Linked DNA regions of Mus musculus: all the other regions are linked to region 2. A link is a contact called in public Hi-C data. All regions are on one chromosome and are shown on one strand. Each heading gives the region's core, a stretch centred on a gene start, on an enhancer-like site or on the middle of the called end of the contact. The rest is flanking DNA. Distances are from core to core; before and after follow the strand shown.

The links. Hi-C and Micro-C count contacts between places; a contact is called where the count stands out from the background.
Region 1: a contact with region 2 is called in a Hi-C map of uterus, with 2.9 times the contacts expected there. The contact joins two enhancer-like sites. A contact is called at or near these places in 2 of 484 Hi-C or Micro-C datasets (both in uterus).
Region 3: a Hi-C map of uterus shows a contact between it and region 2, with 2.9 times the contacts expected there. The contact joins two enhancer-like sites. A contact is called at or near these places in 2 of 484 Hi-C or Micro-C datasets (liver and uterus).

Annotation. Positions count from the first base shown.
Region 1 is chr8:61,872,447-61,876,151 of GRCm38.p6, forward strand. The region is part of intron 2 of Palld (palladin, cytoskeletal associated protein); the gene reads right to left. Among named protein-coding and RNA genes, the nearest start is that of Palld, 28 kb to the right of the region's middle. Within about 2 kb of position 1,940, at least 12 of the 459 cell types and tissues checked have an H3K27ac peak or open chromatin away from gene starts, as enhancers often do. A contact at or near this core is called in uterus, where this site is marked.
Region 2 is chr8:61,388,471-61,392,536 of GRCm38.p6, forward strand. All of the region lies in intron 11 of Sh3rf1 (SH3 domain containing ring finger 1), which reads left to right. Among named protein-coding and RNA genes, the nearest start is that of 5730405A17Rik, 38 kb to the right of the region's middle. Within about 2 kb of position 2,786, at least 19 of the 459 cell types and tissues checked have an H3K27ac peak or open chromatin away from gene starts, as enhancers often do. A contact at or near this core is called in uterus, where this site is marked.
Region 3 is chr8:61,695,607-61,699,588 of GRCm38.p6, forward strand. The region is part of intron 8 of Palld (palladin, cytoskeletal associated protein); the gene reads right to left. Among named protein-coding and RNA genes, the nearest start is that of Gm51576, 12 kb to the left of the region's middle. Within about 2 kb of position 2,630, at least 24 of the 459 cell types and tissues checked have an H3K27ac peak or open chromatin away from gene starts, as enhancers often do. A contact at or near this core is called in uterus, where this site is marked.

The DNA.
Region 1 (3,705 bases), core at 690-3,189, 480 kb after region 2:
ATGTATGTTAGCTGATGATTGTTCATGGATTGAAGATAAAGAGGCACAACCATGAAAACTGTGGATTTCTTTATATAGAAAATATCATACTATCATCTCTTTGAAAATATTTGGACTATGATTTCCTCCATACCTTGATTTTTATAGATGGTAGTTCCCCTCACTTCTACTTCTGGAGGTTGCCAGAGAGCCAGACACAGCAGTTCAGAAATAAGGACAGTGGTGGGACCTTCTTATGGACCAGACTGCATAAGGAATAAAAATCCCTGACGTACATTCTAGGCTCTGTGATTAATTAACCATTTTTTATTACTTGGTGTTTTATTATACAGTTTCATATCTAGGGCCTCTTAAATTTAGGTGGTTAAAAAGATAAAATTTCCATTAAAAATACTTTTAAATGCAGACGTGTAGGCCAAGTCTGGTGGCATACGCTTTAATCCCAGCACTAAGGAAGCCGAGGCAGGCGAATCTCTGTGAGTTTGTGGCCAGTCTGGCCCTATGTAGCTCTGCATAGTGAGTTCCAGGACAGCCAGAGCTACATAGTGGGGCTCAGTCTCAGAAGAAGAAGAAAGGAGATGAGGAGGAAGAAGACAAGGAAAAGGAGGAAGACGCCCTTTTATAATACCAAAGCCATGTTGCTTTGAGACTAAACTTTGCTGTCCAGTCCAGACTGATCTAAAAGTCAAGATCACTGTGCTTCTATCCTCCCAGTGCCAGGTTTATAGGTAGGCGCCACAACCCACATTCAGGAACTAGTTATCCACTCAAAGGCTGAGTGCGCAGAAGACCAAGAAAGGTGAGTGGTGTCAGGTTCCCTGCCCCTAGGCCCCTCTAAAGACTGAAAAAGGAGGGCCATTAGAACAGGACATGAATGGAGCAACAGATGATGTAACAGTTCACCTTGTATGAGACAGGAGAAACGGCTCAGAGGTTAGGAGTGCTTGCGGCTCAATCAGGAGGACTACAGTTCACATCCTATCAGATGGCACACAAAGTCTTCAATGATGTCTTTTTGGCCTCTGGGGGCCACTGCACACACATGTGCACATACAGTTACAGAGAGACATACTCACACAAATAAATACAAGCACACATGTTCACAAATACATAGAAATTTTGAAAAAATTTAAACAAAATTGATAGCAAATAATTTATATACATATTGTATATAAATTATTTGTTATATATACATGTGTATATGTATATCTATCTATCTACCTAACTCTATCTATCTCTCTATCTATCTTCTCTTTCCTTTAACTGTTGAGATTGTTTTCTGGGTATGTAAGAATAAAGGAGGGAAGGAACTCTGCTTTCACATTTTTTTTTGTGACATTTGGGGACAGTGCTTATGTTTAAAGTAGGAATGCCTTGAAATGACTGGTTTGTCTTCTCATTACTGTTCCTCCCATTTCTCCTTTTATCTGGGGCTACTTTATCTAATTTATTAGTTTGGTGATGCTCAGGGTTTTCTTCTGTTTTGATTTTTAAAGACAGAGACTCACCATATAGCCCTGGCTGGCCTGAAACTCATTACGTCCACCAGTCTGGCCTTGAACTCAAAGGAGATCTGCTTCCCATTGCTGGGATTAAAGGCTTGTGCTACCAAGTCTGGCCTGCGGCTTTGGAGCAGTCTCTGTCTTGGCCTTACTTAAGGACCTCTAAGCTAGCAGTAAGTAGCCTAGCCATGCAGTTGTAGGAAGTTGTTTCCTGATCCGGGCCACCGCACAAACGCAGTCACTAAACGTTGGCCTCATGGCGGCGCCAGAGCTGAATGTGTTCCTTGGGCTGAGCCTGAGTCCTCCTGAAACCCAGGTCTTGCTGCTCACTGGCTTATACTATTGACAAGTGAAGTTTCTCCTCGTGTTCTAGTCCCTACCTCAAGATCCTGCCACCTGCTGCCATACCTGCCAACCGTGCATTCTTTCCTCTGGTTGGCCACCCAGGCACACCCTGTCCCTTCCCAGGATAGCTGCCAGCCACCCAATACTATGCGCCTCTGTGTTTATCAAGCATTATCTTTTGAGCTTTTGCCCACTGATTGCTTCAGATTCCTTGACACTCCCTTCCTCTCCATAAGACAACCAACTACTTCTAGATCCTTAGAAGGTGTCCTGCCGATGAGGAGCTAGGTCTCACTAATATGTAGGTCAGTAGGTCCCTGAATGGATGCAGGATGAGCCAGTTTCTCACGCTCCAGCGCGAGCACTTTTTATTAAAGATTTCCTTCCTTACACAAAATTGTCTTCACAGAAGGTTTTCCGCTAAGACCATCATGTCTCACGTGGTCAATAAAGTTGAATGCTCATGAAGTTTGATATATTTCCAAATGCATGATCAAGATGACCAAGATCCCTCAAACAGGAATGAAAACAACCCTCATCTCCCCGACCTCGTGTATTTATAGTCGTCTTCTTAAAGCAAAACAAAACAAAAACAAACCCTAAAGGATATAAAGGTTAAGTAAACAATGAGCAATGAAGCATTTTTACCAAAGATTTAATGACTGTTTACCATGTCAAATGAACATTGGTCATTGATTTTAGTACACTGAAATAATTAATAATACTATGCTACTAACCAAATGTCTAAACCTACTGTCCCCAGCTGTCCTCAAGAAGCCTGGGCATGATTTTGATGGCCCACTGTGTTATCAAACGACTAAGTGAACCTTAACAAGGAATCATGCCTGCTCATTTGATTGGGTCCTTTGGTGCTGAGTGGAGTGATTTCAGTCAGTTTTGACATGTTATACATTTGCTACTGGGTTCCACTTGCAAGAGACTGTTTTGTACATAAATGTAAATTGAACCATAAAGTTTCAAAGTCAGTAACATTGTTTTGCACATACATATATTCCTCACCGATCATTTGCTCCTAAAATTGATAGGTTTTTTTAAAAAAAAAAAACCAAAACAGAATCTGAAAGAAAGCATTACATTCTTCTGGAAAACAGAATCCAGAACCATGTGTCTGAGCAAACACATTAAGAAGGTTTTTACCGCCCCCTGCTGTTCGTTTCTTAAAATAGCAAGCATTACAGTAAAAGCTGACAGTGTAAACTAGCTAGTGAATAATAGTGAATTTATTCTAAGCAATGATTGTGAAATCCATGCCAGCGATGTGTGCATGAGCTCACACAGGAAGGAAAAACGCATGAGGTCTGTTTTGACCTTGTGTAGCTGACCTTGTCCATTTCATTCTTTTCCTAAACTAAATTATTGGAACTTGCTTTTAAACATTTATATAATGCCAGGCATGGTGGCGCACGCCTTTAATCCCAGCACTTGGGAGGCAGAGGCAGGTAGATTTCTGAGTTCGAGGCCAGCTTGGTCTACAAAGTGAGTTCCAGGACAGCCAGGGCTACACAGAGAAACCCTGTCTCAAACAACAACAACAACAACAACAACAACAACAAAACAATTGCATTCACATAAACATTTATATAGATTGGATAAAACATTCAAATAACCCAATGGATGCCCATCTTTGTAGTCTAATCCTGACTTGCAATTAAGAAATTAGACACGCTGAAGAGCCTGGGTAATGATAGCTACAAGGCCACAGCAAGGCATTATTGTTTTACATATGGTTTAATTCAGACATCATAGAATAGAATGTGATTCCTTATTACATTTTCATCTCATGGTTGAAGACAGCAAGTCTCAAAAGCCTCTTGTTTTAAGAGACGAGTCCGAGGAA
Region 2 (4,066 bases), core at 1,536-4,035:
CCACTGGGTGAAGCAATGGACATAATTTATTTGGACTTTGCACGTGCTACGAAGCCAGCTAGTATGGTTTTGCCAGCAAAATACGTAATTGGATATTTGATTGCTGTGGTAAGTGACAGGAAGCAGGGAATGCTTAGTCGCTGGGACCAGGTTAAGAGAGTGCTTCTCAGGGTCACAGGGACACTCGTTACGGTTATATGAAGTGAGATTAAAAATGACAACATGTGAACCAGAGAGATACCAGTCAAGTCAGGCGGGGAAATGTAAGAAATAGAAAACTTTATGGTATCAGAACATTGTCAAAGCCTGTCCAGGTGGGAGTTAGAATGCCCATGACCCACTCTGGAAGGCGGGCACTGTCTATAGGGTGCCTTCTTCATACCACAATGGGAGTCTGTTTCTCCTGCTCCATTCTTGTGCCTGTCATAGTCAACCTTGAGGTAGAAGCTCATTTAGAGCTGAAGCGAGCCACACCCAACAACCAGAATTCTGGTCATCCCTTCTCTCTTCTCTCCCTTTCCTCTGGCTCCCTCCCCCTACGTACATGCACTCTACCCCTGCTCTCTTGCACCTTCTCAATCACTTTCTCTGGGTCTCCCGTGTTTTAAATAATATTTCCATTATTTTCAGTTATTTAATCATCTCATTTTTTTAGTTGTTTAAATATAGTTAACCCACAGCCAGATATAATGCAGAGCGTGAGAGATCTTAGAACACTCAGTCCTGACTGGGATGTCACCATCAAATCCCTCCCCTCAGGGCTCAGGGAACCCTGCAGAAAAGGTGGCAGAAGGAGTGTAAAAGCCAGAGGGGATGGAGAACAGGCGAGAACCAGGCCCTCTAAAGCTACCTGAGGTAAAGAGACTGAGGCAGCATGCACAGGCCTGCATGGTCTACACCAGGCCCTCCGTGTGCATCTTATGGCTTCCAGTTTAGTGGTTTGGGGTTTGTTTTGTTTTGTTGTTTTGAGAGATTTATTTTATGTGTATGAGTATACTATAGCTGTCTTAAGACACACTAGAAGAGGGTATCAGATCCCATTATAGACAACTGGTTGTGAGTCACCTTGTGGTTGCTGGGAATTGAACTCAGGACCTCTGGAAGAGCAGTCAATGCTGTCAACCACTGAGTCATCTCTCCAGCCCCCCAGTTTAGTGTTTTTTTGATAGGATTCCTGAGTGTGCAAACCAGTGGGTCTCTGATTTGTGTGCCTTCTCTTGGAGCCTTTTCTGTCTATTTGTCTTTTCCAACTCCCATATTACAGTTTTTGTTTCCTCTCACTGTTTTATTTTGCTGTGTTGTATCAGGATCCCTTAGAAGCCTTTTCTAACGAGAGGCAGAAGTGGGATGGGTGGGAATGAGAGGTGTCGAGGGAAGGAGCCGGGACAGTAGAGGAGGGGAACTAGAGTCAGGATATATCATGTGAGAATGCAATCTCTTTTCAATGGAAGGAAGACTAAAATCTAGTTAAAACTCACCCCTATTCAAAGGTACAGTCCACTGGCTCTGGGTGCCTTTACATTGATCGTGTGTCAGTGTCCGTCTCTAGAATGTCTTCTGCATCTTCTGTACAGGAAGACCACATCATTCACAGCTGCTTTCTTCCCATTTCTGTGGCCCCTGAAGTCTGTTCTCCTTTCTCTACACAGTGGTTTCATATCAGTGGAGTCCTAGAGCACCTTTCCTTCTTCGTCTGACTTTTTTCTCTTAGCATGATGCTTTCCGGATCCCTCCATGTTGTAGCATGTATTAGAATTTCAGTGACTTTTTTTTTTTTTAAGAACATTACACATTTTAAAAAATGCTTACTGAGTGGTTAGGTCTCACTCATTCAATGTGCTTAATAAGAATCATCTTATGTTCTGCCTTTGGTCACATGAGGCGGAGAGAGTTAATTCAACATTATCCACGAGTCGAAAATAAACGAGACAGCAACACAGATGGTAAAAATACAGTATGGACCGTGCTAAGTGCCGTGAGAAACACACACACGGCCCTCTGCGGGTCAGTCAAGCGTAAAATTACTTCCAGCTATGGGGCTAGAGGTTTCCCAGGGGAGATTTTGAGCCAGGTCTTGAGAGATTGATAGGGCGTGGATGAGCAGCGATATTGTGAGAGAGATTCCCCATGCAAGGAGCTGCAGGAGCCAATATGTGGAGGAGGAGGAGAAGTGGGGCTATGTTTGAAGAGACATGGGCAGGCTTCTTGGGGTGGGGTGGGGTGGGGGTGGGGTGTTTGCGATGACGATGGCTGCTATAGCTATAAAGCAGGATTATGGCCAGATCATTGAGGGCTTTGTGTAGCAGTGTGAGGATTAACCTTACAGACACTGAGAGCCCGCTAATGGTTTTTCACAATGGGTACCTACAGGTGGCATGACTTAATATAAATATTTGAGTTGTGCATGGAATGGATTGGGGACTGGAGGAAGTATAATACAAGAAGGGGGTGGGGCATAGTTAGCCCGTCAGCCAGATGACAGCGAAGGAGACCAATGGGGGTGCAGCTTTTGGAGGTGGCTCAGCAGGTGCCACAGAAGGTGCAGAATGTAGCTCAAGTTCAAGACGTTCAGAAGTGCCCGGGAACCCGATTCACACAAGGGCGAGCATGAGCCAGTAAGGCAGAGGGCTGGGCGGCAGGTGTGAGGGCCTTTGCAGCTGCGTATGACATCTGCTTGTGGATGTCTGTAAAGACTCTGCTTGGCAGGGCTTTTGCGTGCCTGAGTTCGCTGGGCTGTCCTGCCAGCATTTGGAGCTATGTGACAAAGTCTCAGTACAAACCGCTCCGTGAGGCTCAAGGCCAGGGCCCGAGCTGGAAGGCCTCTAAGTGGAGTTCCTCGGTGCCGACACCTGGCAGTCCTCACATGACGCACAGCATGTCACAGTTTCCATTCTGCACATGGCTTCTCACTCCACCACTCCACTCCCCCTCGAGGTCTATAACTTAGCAATGAAAATTTGTTCCCACTGGTAACTTGGCGGGAAGATTATGTTCTTAGCCCAGCAGCCACTCCAGTGCTGAATTTTCGGACAAAATTGGTTTAGTGCGTTTTTATAAAATGCAAATATTAATCTAATTCCCTTAAAGTTTTTAAACTTGTCTTGTTCCATTTTACCTTAAAGCGGCTTACAGGCTGCCAGTCAGCAACGCATCTCGTGAGAGATCTACACAGAATATGCTTTCCGTCAGTGGTATATTTCCCCCCAGAACTGCACAGCTTTGCTTAAATGTTAACTCGCCCCTAATGGCAACTACATCATTGTGTTTTATGTGGACTTTTGGCCTGTTGGCATCAGACCTGAGAAATCACATCTGGGTTCTTCTTTTAGATCACTGCACGATGAAGTTGTTAGTTTGCTTTTAAAGTTGTCAGTGAAAGGGTTCCAAAACTCTATGTCATTCTAAAGTGTGGGAACTCCCAGTGTCAGGACGTTCTTTAGCTTGTGGCCTGAGTTCATCTGTTAGTTAGGGACTAGCCCGCTTCTTAAAATTCCCCTCCCTGAAGTACCAGACCCCAGCATGCTCAAGGAAGCCCTATGCTTGAAGTGGCTCACATTCTGGGGTTGAACTGTACGTGTCGCTGTACCAAGAATGCCACTCTTTTGACCTCATTGTGCTACTTATAAAATAGATTGTCTAACTCATTGAAGTCCCATTCTCCAGGGGAGGAGACTGAGGCAGTGTTAGCTGGCTCAAAGTTAAGGTGCTCTGAGTGACCATAAGACTGTGTCAGTTCCCCTTCACCCACAGTGCCTCTCCACTCCTTCCTGCTCTGCATTTGACGACCTTATCTGTAAACTCATGTCTGAGTTGGCTGAACCTTTCTTGGAAAGGATAAACGGACCCAGCGCTATGCTTTTGCTGCAGACCTGGGAGGGTAGATTGGTACCCATGCCCTAGAGAGCAGAGTAATTGTTGGACAGCTACTTAGCTTTTGTGAAAAGTGAGCCCACTTGCTGTGGTCCTCAATAATGTGGTGGGTTCTGGGTTTTTATGGAATGGGGATTCAAGAGAGAACCAGGCTATACAGATGCTAGCAGGCCTGGTTTTAACGCAGCTCCTTCAC
Region 3 (3,982 bases), core at 1,380-3,879, 310 kb after region 2:
CCCTCCTTCCTGGTGCACAGCTGGCATTCTCTTCCAGGTTCCCTTCGATCCCTGCTTCCTGTTCTCCACATCTGCATCTTGCTCCTCCTGGTTCAGCTCCCTGGTTGTGGTTGAGAACACCCTCCTTTGGGGATTGTGGCAGAACACTTCTGAGGCTTTGCCAAGTCTGGGAATAGTTGTTGTTTTTTTTTTTTTTTTTTTACTAGATCTTCACACAGATCTGGAGACCTGGGTAGAATTCCAACTTTGAGGTAATTTTGCATTTCAAGCTTTTGCTTCATGGTCTCTTAGCATCTAATGTGGCTGCTGAGAAGGCCCGAGGCTTGCTGAGTTCCCTGGGAACATGGTCACTCAGCGCTCTCCTTATCAGGGATCTTCTGAACTCCACAGAGATGTGCAGAGCTCTGAATTCATTCCACCCACATCTTGTACTCTTGGTGTGGATTTTCAATCCAGAAACAAAGGGCTCTAAATTTGGTGAATCTGTTTCTGTCTACTCATGTGTGTGTGTGTGTGTGTGTATGCATGTGTGCACATGTTCTTGCTTGCTTGTGCATGTTGGGGTGAGAAGTGTTTTGATAGAATATCTTCCTCAGTTGCTCTCTCATTTTTTGAGATGGGGTCTTTCATTGAATCTACTGATCCCTGACTGGCTAGACTGGCTGGCTAATACACCTAAGGGATTTGCCTAGTTCCAGTACTAGTTTTGGGCTTACAGACAAGCCCAGCAGTTGGGTGGATGCTGGGGAGTCTGAAGTAAAGGGCTCAGGCTTGCTCAGAAAGTGCTTTACTGAATGAGCTATCTCTGCAGCAACAAGGGAAGTTTTTGAATCATTTCTTTGACAATGCCTTCCTCCTCTGTCTTTCCTCCCTCCTGCTGGAATCACAGTTATATATTATGTCTCTTATTCTGTCTCTGCATTTTCTACTTTTCTACCCTGTTCTGTTAGACTTTGTATGTGTATGTGTACGTGTGTGTGTGTGTGTGTGTGTGTGTGTGTACTCTGTAGCCCATTTCCTCAACTTTTGTGTCTGCTACCTTTTCTTTCATTTCAAAACCTTATTTTCAAAAAGGCAGGTTGAGATACAATCACTGCCTTAATATATTAGCATTTTTTTACAGTTATCTAAGCCAACAGATAAGCCAACTAGCTCCATGAAATTAGGTCATTATTCCCATAGAACTTCATAACTTACATCGGAACAAATTAAATACTGCTAGGAAATCACACAGGCATTAAAGGAAAAATTACTCCTTTATCCTTAAATAACCACAGTTGCATTTGAATGGGTGTGAGCATTAGCTGGGGGCTATACAACCCTTTGCAGTCAGACTGGATATTGCAAAGCTCATTTCCAGACAGATTTTCAGAAATCCTGGTTGTTTGTCACATGCTTACCAAATTCTCAGTTGTACAAAAACAATGTGTTGTCACATAGAACAAAAGGATGTTGACCCAATGTTTAAAATTATGAATATTTTTAGCTAGTTGTTACATTCTATCTGTCAGACATTAAGTGTCAAGGTGTTTATGTCAAAAATGTCAGACCTTTGACATACCCCTGATGGTGTGGAGAGACACCTTGCATATCCTGTCATATAAGGGAGGGTGTCGCTCCTGTATGGGAGACACAGGTTGTATACAGGCTGGTTTTCTCTTACACAACTACTATTTTAACCCAAGATGTAATCTTAACTGTGTGCAACTGACTGGCTTCAGTAAGCATCTACATAGTTTCCCATTCACAGCTCAGTCCTTAGGACAGCCAACCACTGGACTTTCCCTCATACTCTGAAGCACACAGTCAACACACAGACAAAGGTCTAGGATTACACTGCTACGTAGAGAGAGATCTTGAAAAAGGAGATAACAAGTCTTATTTTATTTTGTTTTGTTTTTTTCCAAGACAGTGTTTCTCTTTTGGAACTCACTCTGTAGATGAGGCTGACCTCAAACTCACAGAGATCCACCTGCCTCTGCTTCCTGAGTGCTGTGCTTTTCTTGCAGAGGGCTGGGGTTCAGTATCTAACACTGAGGCAGCTCACAACAGCCTGTAACTACATCTCCAGGAGACCTTATGGTCTCTTTTAGACTCCTGAGGCACCAACACACATGTGTATTTATGTATGTACGTATATAGACACACATACATGTAAATAAATCTTTTAAAAGAAAGTGGATACATTGTGTGCGCGTGTGACACACAGAGAGAGAGAGACAGAGAGAGAGAGACCCACTTTTTTGTGGCTTTCATTTCACATGCCATTAGACCATTAGGCAATGCTATAGAAGCGACTCAAGACCGTCTGTGGCTGTTCCCAGACAGCTGAGTAACGGCTGGAGTATTAACATCTGTGAATGAGTCTTCATCCTCTTACCCCAGATTAGTCTTTGAAGGATCCAATCAGGGTAAAGCTAGAATGTCAAAAAAAAAAAAAAAAAAAAAAAAAAAAAAGGCAGCCTGGCAGGTAACATGATGAACCAATGCTGGTCTTAAGAAAGCTGACTCGCTTTTAATTCACAAACCAGGCTGAGAAGATTTGTGATGAAGCTGACTCCTGTCTAGACAGAGAGGGGAGTGCAAAACACATTAGACAGACACAGCACAGTAGTGACAAGAAAAACCTGTTCCAGTTGCTCAAATGCACAGGGCAAGGAATCAGCTTGTTCCTCCTTTAGCTCAATGTGTAATCCTAATGGACCCATATCTACATCCCAGGGAATTCCAGCTTTATTTTTAGAGCCTTAAAGTGCCTTCCTTACCCATGAATAATAAAGGCAGTGAGAAAGAAACTGGGTAAGAAGGATGAGGGAGTTGGTGGAGAAAGGGGAAAGGAAGGGTGTAGGACAGAGAGAGACAGAGACAAGAGATCAGGAAAGAACAACCATATCAGAGGAAGGGAAGGGAGAGTCATAAAAATCTCTTTAAATATTGTCCTGGATTTCAAAGGCTGTTTGTGTTTTAGCATTTGGAAAACATCATGGGCTGAGCCTATAAAATTTATCTCTTGCCTCAGATGTTCCGTAGCCATGTGTGTTTTTCTCTTTCTACTTAACAGTGGTTAAGATATAGATATCAGAGAAGGCAGCCCCTACATTCATCCTCTGTAGATGAGTATACTGGTGACTGGCTCGATCTAGTAATCAATCAGGCTATTTAAGAAGATAAGTCGTTTAAACAAACACACACACACACACACACACACACACACACACAGACACATACACACATACTCCCATGATATGTAAAGATGCATCTCTGAGTTGGTTAGTATGGGCATGTGTACATGTGTGCATGTCTGTAGAAAATAGAGGTTGACATTGGGTGTCTTTCTTTGATTTCTTTCCACACTATTTGTCTTTCTGCCTGTCTTTCTGTCTGTGTATGTATGTATCTATGTATCATTTATTTACATTTTTAAAGATTGATTTACCTTCATTTTATATGTACCATAGAATAAAAATGTAAGTGCACTATGTGTATGCACTGATACTTTAAAATAAGCGCACCATGTGTATGGAATGCTGGTGGAGGCCAGAAGAGGGCACTGTAACTGCTGGGAACAGACGTTACAAATGGATATGAGCCATTGTGTGATAGGCAGGAGACAAAGCAGGCTTTTCTGCAAAAACAGCAATTGTTCTTAACCTTCACTTGTTTTGAAATAGGCTCTCTCACAACACAACACAACACAACACAACACAACACAACACAACACAAGGGAAACATTTGGAAGTTAAAAAAAAAACCCTCACACTTCATTTTGTTAGGTATGTTCAACTTTGCTTAAATACAAATATGTCTTAAAATAGACTTTTTTGTTTTGATTTTTTAATTTATACTCTGTCCAACTCATAAAAGCAGTCATGTGACTAGTCACATTTATGGGGTTTTTGTTGTTCTTGTTTAAAAAGCTATGATCATGAGTTTTTATTTAATACTGCATAACAAGTGTAGAGTTCCCAAAGTGGAATGTATT